Regions from separate parts of the Sus scrofa genome. Here region 2 is linked to region 1. A link is a contact called in public HiChIP or PLAC-seq data. All regions are on one chromosome and are shown on one strand. Each heading gives the region's core, a stretch centred on a gene start, on an enhancer-like site or on the middle of the called end of the contact. The rest is flanking DNA. Distances are from core to core; before and after follow the strand shown.

The links. HiChIP or PLAC-seq counts read pairs in DNA pulled down with a chosen protein or histone mark.
Region 2: an H3K27ac HiChIP or PLAC-seq map of skeletal muscle shows a contact between it and region 1. The contact joins the promoter of HRASLS here to the promoter of MB21D2 in region 1. A contact is called at or near these places in 1 of 47 Hi-C or Micro-C datasets (epiblast stem cells) and 1 of 2 datasets of contacts at active chromatin or transcription factors (skeletal muscle).

What each region holds. Positions count from the first base shown.
Region 1 is chr13:129,995,435-129,999,870 of Sscrofa11.1, reverse strand. MB21D2 (protein MB21D2) reads left to right here and starts at 2,531. Exons shown (of 2, transcript XM_001925559.6): 1 at 2,531-3,288. The coding sequence starts at 3,078.
Region 2 is chr13:130,279,451-130,283,886 of Sscrofa11.1, reverse strand. HRASLS (phospholipid-metabolizing enzyme A-C1) reads right to left here and starts at 1,773. Exons shown (of 4, transcript XM_021070059.1): 1 at 1,669-1,773.

The sequences.
Region 1 (4,436 bases), core at 1,282-3,781:
CTCTGGGGGGAAAAAAGTACAAGAATAGAGGCATTTAATTAAACATAAGCAGAAATATCTCCATGTAGTACAACTCTTAAGTGATTGTTAGGAAACCGTACGTAGCTTACATTGAGATATTTAATTGTAGCAAAGATTACCTACATGCTGACTTCCTGGACTTTAGGAGATGGTATTAATTTGTTCACTCATTCATTCAAATATATTAATTAAGGTCATAAGGGGAGCCAGGAAATGTATTAAATGCAGTGTTTACAAAGGCGGAGAGACCTAGCACTCTTACTGGAGGGGCTCATAGTTGACTAGGACTCAGAAGCTAAAAAGTCTCCCAAGACCAATTCAGGAAATCATGGTCTCATCCTTTTCTCCTATTTTGCCAATTGGGCAAGGGATAGTTATATCATCTCATTAGACTTGTATAAGAGCATATAAAAGTTATTTAGTTTACTATTCAGGGCATTCTCTAAATATACAGGCTCATCGAAAGTCAATGATTCATAGAATTCTGATGTGGCTGATGTTCTACAGAAAATGGAGAAGCACAGAGAGACCATCCATTCCCTCACTCATTCAAACCATCCAAGACCCAGGGCTGAGGCACAATAAGGCACCATTCCTACTAACTACCTGTTTTATCTCTATGAATATGTGTATCACAAGGGAGGAGTACTGCCTTATTCACACTTTTGGAAATTAACACACAAAAAAATACCTGGACTTTTTTGCCTGATTTTTTTCCAACTGCATTAGGTTGGAAGTTGTTGCTTGCATGAATGAACTAGAATCATTCTGATCCATGAAATGACCATGCCTGAGCCAGCTGTCTCACAGATGCCTGCCATTGATCATGAGAGAAGCATTGACAGATGGGAGTGGATCGATTTGTGTTGGAGTTCCGAATGCTTGCATAGCTTATCCCACTGTCCAGTTAATGGTAATACCCTCTCAGATGAAATGTCAGGGTGGCAAAACAGACCTGCAAAAGCCAGAGGTCTCAGGCAGCTCCCTCATCAGTCCACTAGCATTCATATGTATCCTCCCTCTTTAATATTGAGTGGGTGAGAAAGCTTGTTTCAAAGAGAAGCAAAGCAAAAGCAAAAGCAATTCACTGGTTATGCCAAAATTCTCCAGACATCACTTGATTCAATAAACATTGAGGGTCTTTGTGTAGGGACAATGTTATGGGAAATCCTATGTAAGATGATGAGTCCTTACCCTAAGGGAAGCCCATAGCTTGAAACTTGCCTTAATGATGATAAAGCATGGTCTAAATTCATCAGAGGCATGTGAAAGTTTCTGAAGGGGTGCAGTAGATGTTCTGAGCAGGGAAATGTTGCTACCAGCTTGGGGGAGGGGCCTTAAGGAAGGGGTTCAGGAAAAGGCATGTATGAATTGGCTTTGGTGTAAAGTTTGAAAGGGGGTAAAGAGGAGGAACTGGATTGGAGGAGGTCGATCAGATCTGTGTTTTGTAAAAATCACCATGGCAACAATGTGAATAGATTGGAAAGAAGAAAGAATTAAGTTTATAACAACAATAGTAGCAGCTAACATTTAATTAAGTATTTATTATGTCAGGCATTGCACTAAGTGCTTGACCCATCTTATTTCACATAATCCTCAAATCAATTCATGAGACAGAAATTATCATCTCCATTTTATAGTGAAAGTCATGACAGAGCCTGGACTAACAAAAGAGGCTGTATTCTTGTCCCTGAGAACCCAGGTAAGAAAAAGCTCCTATCTTTTATGAGGGACTGAGGGATAGAGACGAGTTGGATTTTGGAGGATTAGGAAGAAAGATAACTTTTTTTTCTAAGAACCAATAGGCCTCCTAAGTGTTTGAGTCAAAAACCTCATAAACATTAAAAACACCTCTGAGATCCTAGTCTATCTAAAGGACCATGACTTAAAATCTGCCTTGTCAAGTAAGTATGACTCCATCTCACCATCTCCTTTGGCTTATCCCTGTCCACCTAGATTCTGGCATTCTGCCTGGCAAATAGTGGGTGCTCCAATTGTATTTGTTGAATGAGAGAATTTTCACCTCGTCATTCAATATTCATTGAAACCTGGGACAAGTCATTGTTTCCCCTCCCCCACACCGACCTGCTCACTTTAGTTTTTCTAGCTTTATATTGGAGCTGGCTGAACCTCGTTAAGTCATTATACATTAAGTTTAATAAATTGTTATCCAGGAAAATTAATTACCTAAGGCAAAGGTAGGGATACTTTAGCGGCGAATGGGAGTGTCTATAGCGGACCGGGTGGGCGCTCTCTCTTTTTTGGGGGGGGTGGGAAATACGCTTAATCCTATCTTGTTTGGCAATCTGTGCAGAAAAGGGCAATAGATTGGTTTTTATATTCCTTAAGGCAGGTTCCTTCAGAATCGAAAGGCATTGGAGTTTCTTGAGATATAAACGCTCCCAGAGGGATGCCCTGCCCAGGACACCGCCCTTAAAATGAGAGGAAGACTCCTTTCTCCTTGAACGCGCTTGGCAAGCCCTGCCCCAAAGGGGGTGGAGGTAGAGAAAGAATACGTCCACACCTCTCGCGTCTGCCGGGGTACAGATAGGCAAGTGGCATAGGCGCGCAGACTTTGTCATTTATTTATTTTTCTTTCCACTGGGTGCGCTGTCCCTTTAAATGGGGGACGCTGGTGCTGGCTCCGTAACACCGGAGCCGGCAGCTTGTTGATTTCAGAGCTGGTGAATTTCACATTGTTTCCACTTCACTTTCCTCGCCCGGGGAGGCTCGGGTTGGCTCTACCACCGCTACCGCCTTTGCCAGCGAGGGCCAGGGGAGGGCAGGGACCTGCAGCATCTGGGCCGCCTTGGGGCCGCAGGAAAGGGTGTTGGGGCCACACACGCACTCTCGCTGCAGTCCAGCTCCTCCTGAAGCCCGGGCGCCCGAAGCGCACCCAGCCGGGACCGCCCGCCTAGACGCCCGCCCGCCAGCCCGCCCACGGGCCGGGGTCACAGCCAGGGAGCCGGCGAGGGGAGGAGGCCCACGGGGGACTGGGTGGGGGGGCGGGGGTGGGTGCTGCCGCAGCCGCGGAGCTGCTACTCGGCGCGTTTTGTATGAAGATGGCGGCTCCCACCGCCAGCAAGGCAGCCTCCCTGGGCTGTAACAACAAGCCTGCGTTCCCGGAGCTGGATTTCAGGTCGGGAGCTCGGGTGGAGGAATTGAACAAACTCATCCAAGAATTCACGAAGCACGACCAGCGGGAGTACGACGACCAGAGAGCACTGGAGATTCACACAGCCAAGGATTTCATCTTTTCCATGCTGGGTAAGGAGGAAAAAGAGAGAGAGGTGGTGTGTGTCTGTGTGTTTGTGTGATGGGAAGCGGGTTTGGAACCCATTCCCCCTTCTCGCGGGCCCCTTCCTTCTTGGTTTCCTTCCCGGAGTCGGGTGCCTGAGTATAACCCATCTCTTTCCGCCTCTTCCCTTCCTTCTCCGCGGCAACCTGAGCTGCCTTCCCTCGCCTCCTTACTATACTTTGCGCCGGGTCCCTTTTTCGCCCCCGTTCGCTGGCTCTTTTGTTAATTTCTCAACAGAGGGGCTGGTAGGCAGGTGAAGTGTTCGCGGTGAACTATCTCACTGTTGGGGATAAGCCCCTGGAAGCCGTGCGGTCCAGGTGAGAACCGGCGGCACCTTTCAATTAAGGGATTTTTCTCCAGAGGCACGGACCTGCACCTTCCCAACGCCGAGTCCTTTCCTGAGCTCGGGGCGCAGGAACTGCTTGGAGCTCTGGCTCGGCGCCCGAGCGACAAGTTGCTCTCTAGTCTTGCGGCGCCGCGCTGTCACGCCGAGCCCCCGTTGGCCAAACTTGTTGGGTGTTCCCTAGTAACCCGCCGAAGTAGGCTGGGCGCCCGGAGTTCCTGCAACTTTGATTTGCAAATAGAGTTCCCATTGAAGCAGGCGGAAGCATTTCCGGTGCTTCGCCAGGGTTCTTGCTGAGCTCGGAATTCCTAATTCCCAGCTCGAAAATGACCGTGCTCAGAGCTCTGGCCCCAAGGAGCGCCAGCCCCCTTCTCTTTGTGTATTGTCCCTGCGCTGGCCGAGAGAGGTGTCTTGGGTTTTGAACACCAGCGAAGTCCGGGTGTAGAATAATGTCTCCTCTCCCACTCCCCAGCCCAGCACCTACAGGTCCTCAACAGATTGTTGAACGTTGTAAAAAAGAAAATAATTGAGCCAGGCGCGGGAGAACGAACCCCTCCCTAGGTGTCCTGTCGTTCGGATTATTGCTCCTGAGGCGTTGTGTGAGTGTCCGCTGCTGGGAGCCTCCGAGGTGGCTTGCGGATCCACCGGTGTGACTCTGGCTGCCATGCAGTACGTGGCCTAGCGGGTAACATTGCGCAGAACTGGGACTCCAGTGTAGAGCTGCCCCACCGCGTGTCTGTGCGCTCCACAAATACATTCTTAGGCAGTTTTCCA
Region 2 (4,436 bases), core at 524-3,023, 280 kb before region 1:
TCTACATTCTAGGCAAACCAAACCATTATTCCTCACACACCCCTGGCTTTGTGTTGCTAATACCACACTGAACCTTCTACCTGGATTGTGCTGCCACTTTCCAAGTGCCCCTAAATGACCCACGCTTAAAGATCCAGATCAGATGTCCTTCCCAAGGTCTCCCTCCACTCAGCCACAAGTGACATGCTGGTCCTTTACCTCCCTAATGCGCTCATCGTGTTTCCTACACCTGTGTCAGTTACCGGTGTCAGGGGAATTTTCTCTTCTGCTCCACATGGAGAGCTGGTTCTTGTTTATCTCTGCTCCTTCAGTTTGCTACAGAGTGGCTGGCGCCAAGAACTGCCAAGGGAATGTTTAATGAATGAAGGAATGAGGCGCCCAAGCCCAGCGAGGACAGAGTGGCTGGGCTTTTCCAGCACATAACGTCCATGAATAGTCCCGAATGCCTAAGTGATATCACCGTTTCTAGTTCCCAACTCTGATATATTATCCTAATAAATACTTGTGATATTATTCATATTCATTTCAGCGAGGGTGGTGGAGAAAAGGCTTTGGTAAGCGAGACCAGGTATCCAGTCCCGGTTCTGCCATATGACAGCTCTGTCACTAGAGCTAGTCTCTAGGGGCAGACTCTGTTCCTCCATTTGTAAAAAGAGAGGTATGGGTTGGATTGGATGCTCTCTACTGGTCCTTGGAGCTCTCTTCTCTGACAGTCGGTTCAGCAAAGCTGTCTGTGGGCTCAGAGGCCCTCCCTCCCCATCCCCAGCACACCTCACTCTGAAGCCCTGGTTGTCTTCCCCACAGGTAGCAGCGAGCAAGCGAGAGGGGATCCTGGGGTTGTGGCGGCCTCGCAGCAGCTGCTGCCCCTCCCGCTAGAGGCGGCGGGACGCCTGCATCTACTCCGGGAGTAGGTCAAGGCGGCAGCGGCTCACTACCGGTAACCCAGGGCCGTCCTCTAGCTTCAACGCCACCCTGCCGCGAGGAAACCTCCTGAGCCCAGACGCTGCCGCGCACGCTCAAGGCTCCTGCTGACCCTGCCCCGCCCCCACCACCTCCGGGGGACCCTCCGCCCGCCTGTCCCCCACCCCGCACTTGCTTGGTTCCCAGTCCCCTCCGCACCAACACAGCTGCCTTCTGCCCGCACAGACACACACAAACCCAACCGCCCGGGCGTGGTTAACTAAACAAGGACACTCTGCCCCGTCAAACTTCCCAGGTACCAAGAGCTGGTCTAGGCGCGGCAGTAATGCAGTTAATTTGTCTTGCTGAGCTCAGAAATGTTGGCGAGCATGAATACACATTGCACCCACTAGAAGAGAGCCCCTTTTTAGCTCTATGCACATTCCTCTAAGGCGGCAGAAAGGATCCTGGTCACTGTGCAGCAAGAAGGCATCTCAGTCTAAGCTAAGGCAGGCGAAAGGAGTGGCCTTAAGAAACCACTCTGCTTCTCACCACAGGCACACACCTACAAAACGTGTGCCTGTGAGCCAGATCAGCGCCCAGGGCTGCGAGGACGCACCCGGACCCCTGCTTTCTTTAGATTTCTCCCTGTCACCACCCTCCAGTCTAAAATCAACTTCAGAAGTGGGAGGAGGGGACAAAGAAGGAAGGAAGGGTACGCCTGTCTCTAGATCTCCACGTACAGGTTTCTCCAAGTGGGAAATTTACCTGGCTCCGTATGGGACCTTCCTTAAAGACAAGACTCTCTCAGGCAGCCCATGCCCCTCCCCACTTCCCCTGCCCTGCCCTGCCTCTTAGCAAAGCCCTGGTTCTAGATAGAGAAGCAAAGCAAGTCCCTTATTTAGCGTGACTTGGGTGCATGTGACAGGGCAGGGCCTGACTCTTTCAGGTCATGGGCCGGCCGAGGCCTCCAGGAATATAGCCATGTGAGTTTAAAAATAAAGCTGGGCATGAAGAGTATCCATTTTCTCCCTGCTAAAAAAAGGGAGGCCAGGAATACAAACCAGCTAAGTAGGGAAGGCCGGGCAGACTGCTAAGTGAACTTTTTGGAGCACAGCACAGGACTTTTCTTCAAACAAGTCATAACCTAGATTTTTCCTCTGATATAAATGGACCTTCAGCTAAAAGGAAGGATTTTTTTTTTTTTCCTTTCGAATTCAAAGGCTGAAATAGCCTTCTAATTTTACATTGTTTTGTCACAATGGGATAAGGACTACCAAAAGATGCAGCTGCCTTTTTAAAGGAATCAGGTTCTGTGGTGAACGTTAAGGGTAATTCTGCATGACTTGAAACTGGGGTCTGGCTGTGGCATCTTTGATGACAAAGTAGTAGAAAGATAATGAAAACATGGAATCTAGATACACTATTGGTAAAGTGGAAACCGAACACTTGAGAGGCTGTAGCTTTGTTTTTTATGAGTTAATGTTTTTCTTAAATGTTCTCTATTTAGTATATTTTTCGAATGATAAACTGAACCAGATATACCTTTCAATACCCTTCTAATGTCTCAAAGAGAAAGCCATAAACATGCATTTGCTTTATGTTCCCCAACTATTTCAATTGAGTCATCACTGAAGACAGTGGTTCATGATTTTATACAGGAGAGTTATTGTGAGCATTTATAAAGCCATCCTGCTTATGAGCTAAATTTATTATGTTTGCCAGGTTAATCTGTTTTCTCTAATCGGACACTTAATCATCCGCTCTCCTCCCTGCATTATGGATTCATGAACGTGAACCAAGGAGAGTTGCTCAGTCAAGGCAAAATGATAAATTATCTTTTCATTTTGGGGGGTATTTGTGATGAAATGCATCATAATAGAATTAAAATGAAATAAATCTTGGAATTTTACTTCTAGAGCCCTGCCAGGTATTGATAAAATGCATTCAGCTAAGAGTAAATTCAATTTGATGCCTGAATGGAACTTGTAGGAGAAACGGAGAAAGTGTGGTCATTTAGGAGAACTCTGAGTTCTCCTTTCATTGCTACAGATTGGAGGGATAGTTCATCAATCCTTGGCAGTACTTTCTAGATGATCAGCACAGAATTAAAATTTCTATCCAGAAAGAATGAGGAATTAGCCTCAGGCAGTTAATAGGCAAACTTTGTCTACATCTAGGGTGATAGTCCTGAGATGTCAAGGGTTGCTCATGGTATGTGATGGGAGTAAATGTTAGATTACAACCAAATAACCAGTTCCCAATATTTTGGCCATTATATAAAGCGCCACGTGGATGACATTCTCCATTGTTGCCTAGTTGAGTAGAAAGTGTTGAAACAAATTGAAATAACCGTGGTGGAACAACTTTAGTCATGTTTGTTGTAAGATTAATCAAGCCCAGCAAAAGCCTTGTGTTGTTAACAAGAGGCATTATTTGCCTTTTTAACATATGGAGACTAAAACCAACTGGCACTGTATGAAGTCAGTCCTCAAGAACTCTTTTTTTTTTAATTAAAAATATTTGTATTGAAGCATAGTTGATTGACACTGCTGTGTTAATGTCGTCTGTACTGCAAAGTGATTTAGTTATATAAGAGAGAGAGACATTCTTTTTTATATTCTTTCCCATTATGGTTTATCTTAGGATATTGAATGTAATCCCCTGTGCCGTACAGTAGGACCTTGTTGTTTATCCATTCTGTATATAATAATTTGCATCTGCTAACCCCAGACTCCCAGTTCATCCCTCACCCCTACCCCTCCTCCCCCTTGGCAACCACTAGTCTGAATAACCCTGTTTTTTAATGCATATTTTGCAGTTAGCAAAGCACTTTCATATCTTTTGTCTCATTTGAGCCCCACATCTAACAACTCACAAACAAATGTGATGGCTCAGGTCCTGGCAGTCCTTCTGAGCCCTAAGCTCTGAGCTATGGAACTTCTCACTCAGGGTCTCCTGGGGAAGGACCCAGGTCTTGTTTCTTAGTCAAGAGCTCTACCCAAATTTCCTCTTTTATTAGATATTAAAAGCAAAATTTTCCTTTTAGGTGAAAAAAAACCACAAAAGCAAAAGACCTGTGCAAATACAAGGTGAATGAGACAGTGCAAAAAGGATCTTGTAAAGATCTCATGGACTTAACTAAGATATTTGCTGAGATGATACAGAGGTTTTGGGCTACAGCAGCATAATAAATGAGAGTTGAGACAGTCAACCATGTGGTTCCAACCCTGTCCCTGTCCCCCAAATCAATGCTGTAAATGTAAACGCTTTTTTCCTTTTCTTTTCTTTCTTTCTTTTTTTTTTCTTTTGGTCTTTTTGTCTTTTTAGGGCCACATCAGCGGCATGTGGAGGTTCCCAGGCTAGGGGTCGAATTGGGGCTGCAGATGCCAGCCTACACCACAGCCACAGCAATGCCAGACACAAGCCACATCTGTGACCTACACCACAGCTCACGGCAATATGGGATCCTTAACACACTGAGTGAGGCCAGGAATCGAACCTGTGTCCTCATGGATACTAGTCAGATTCATTTC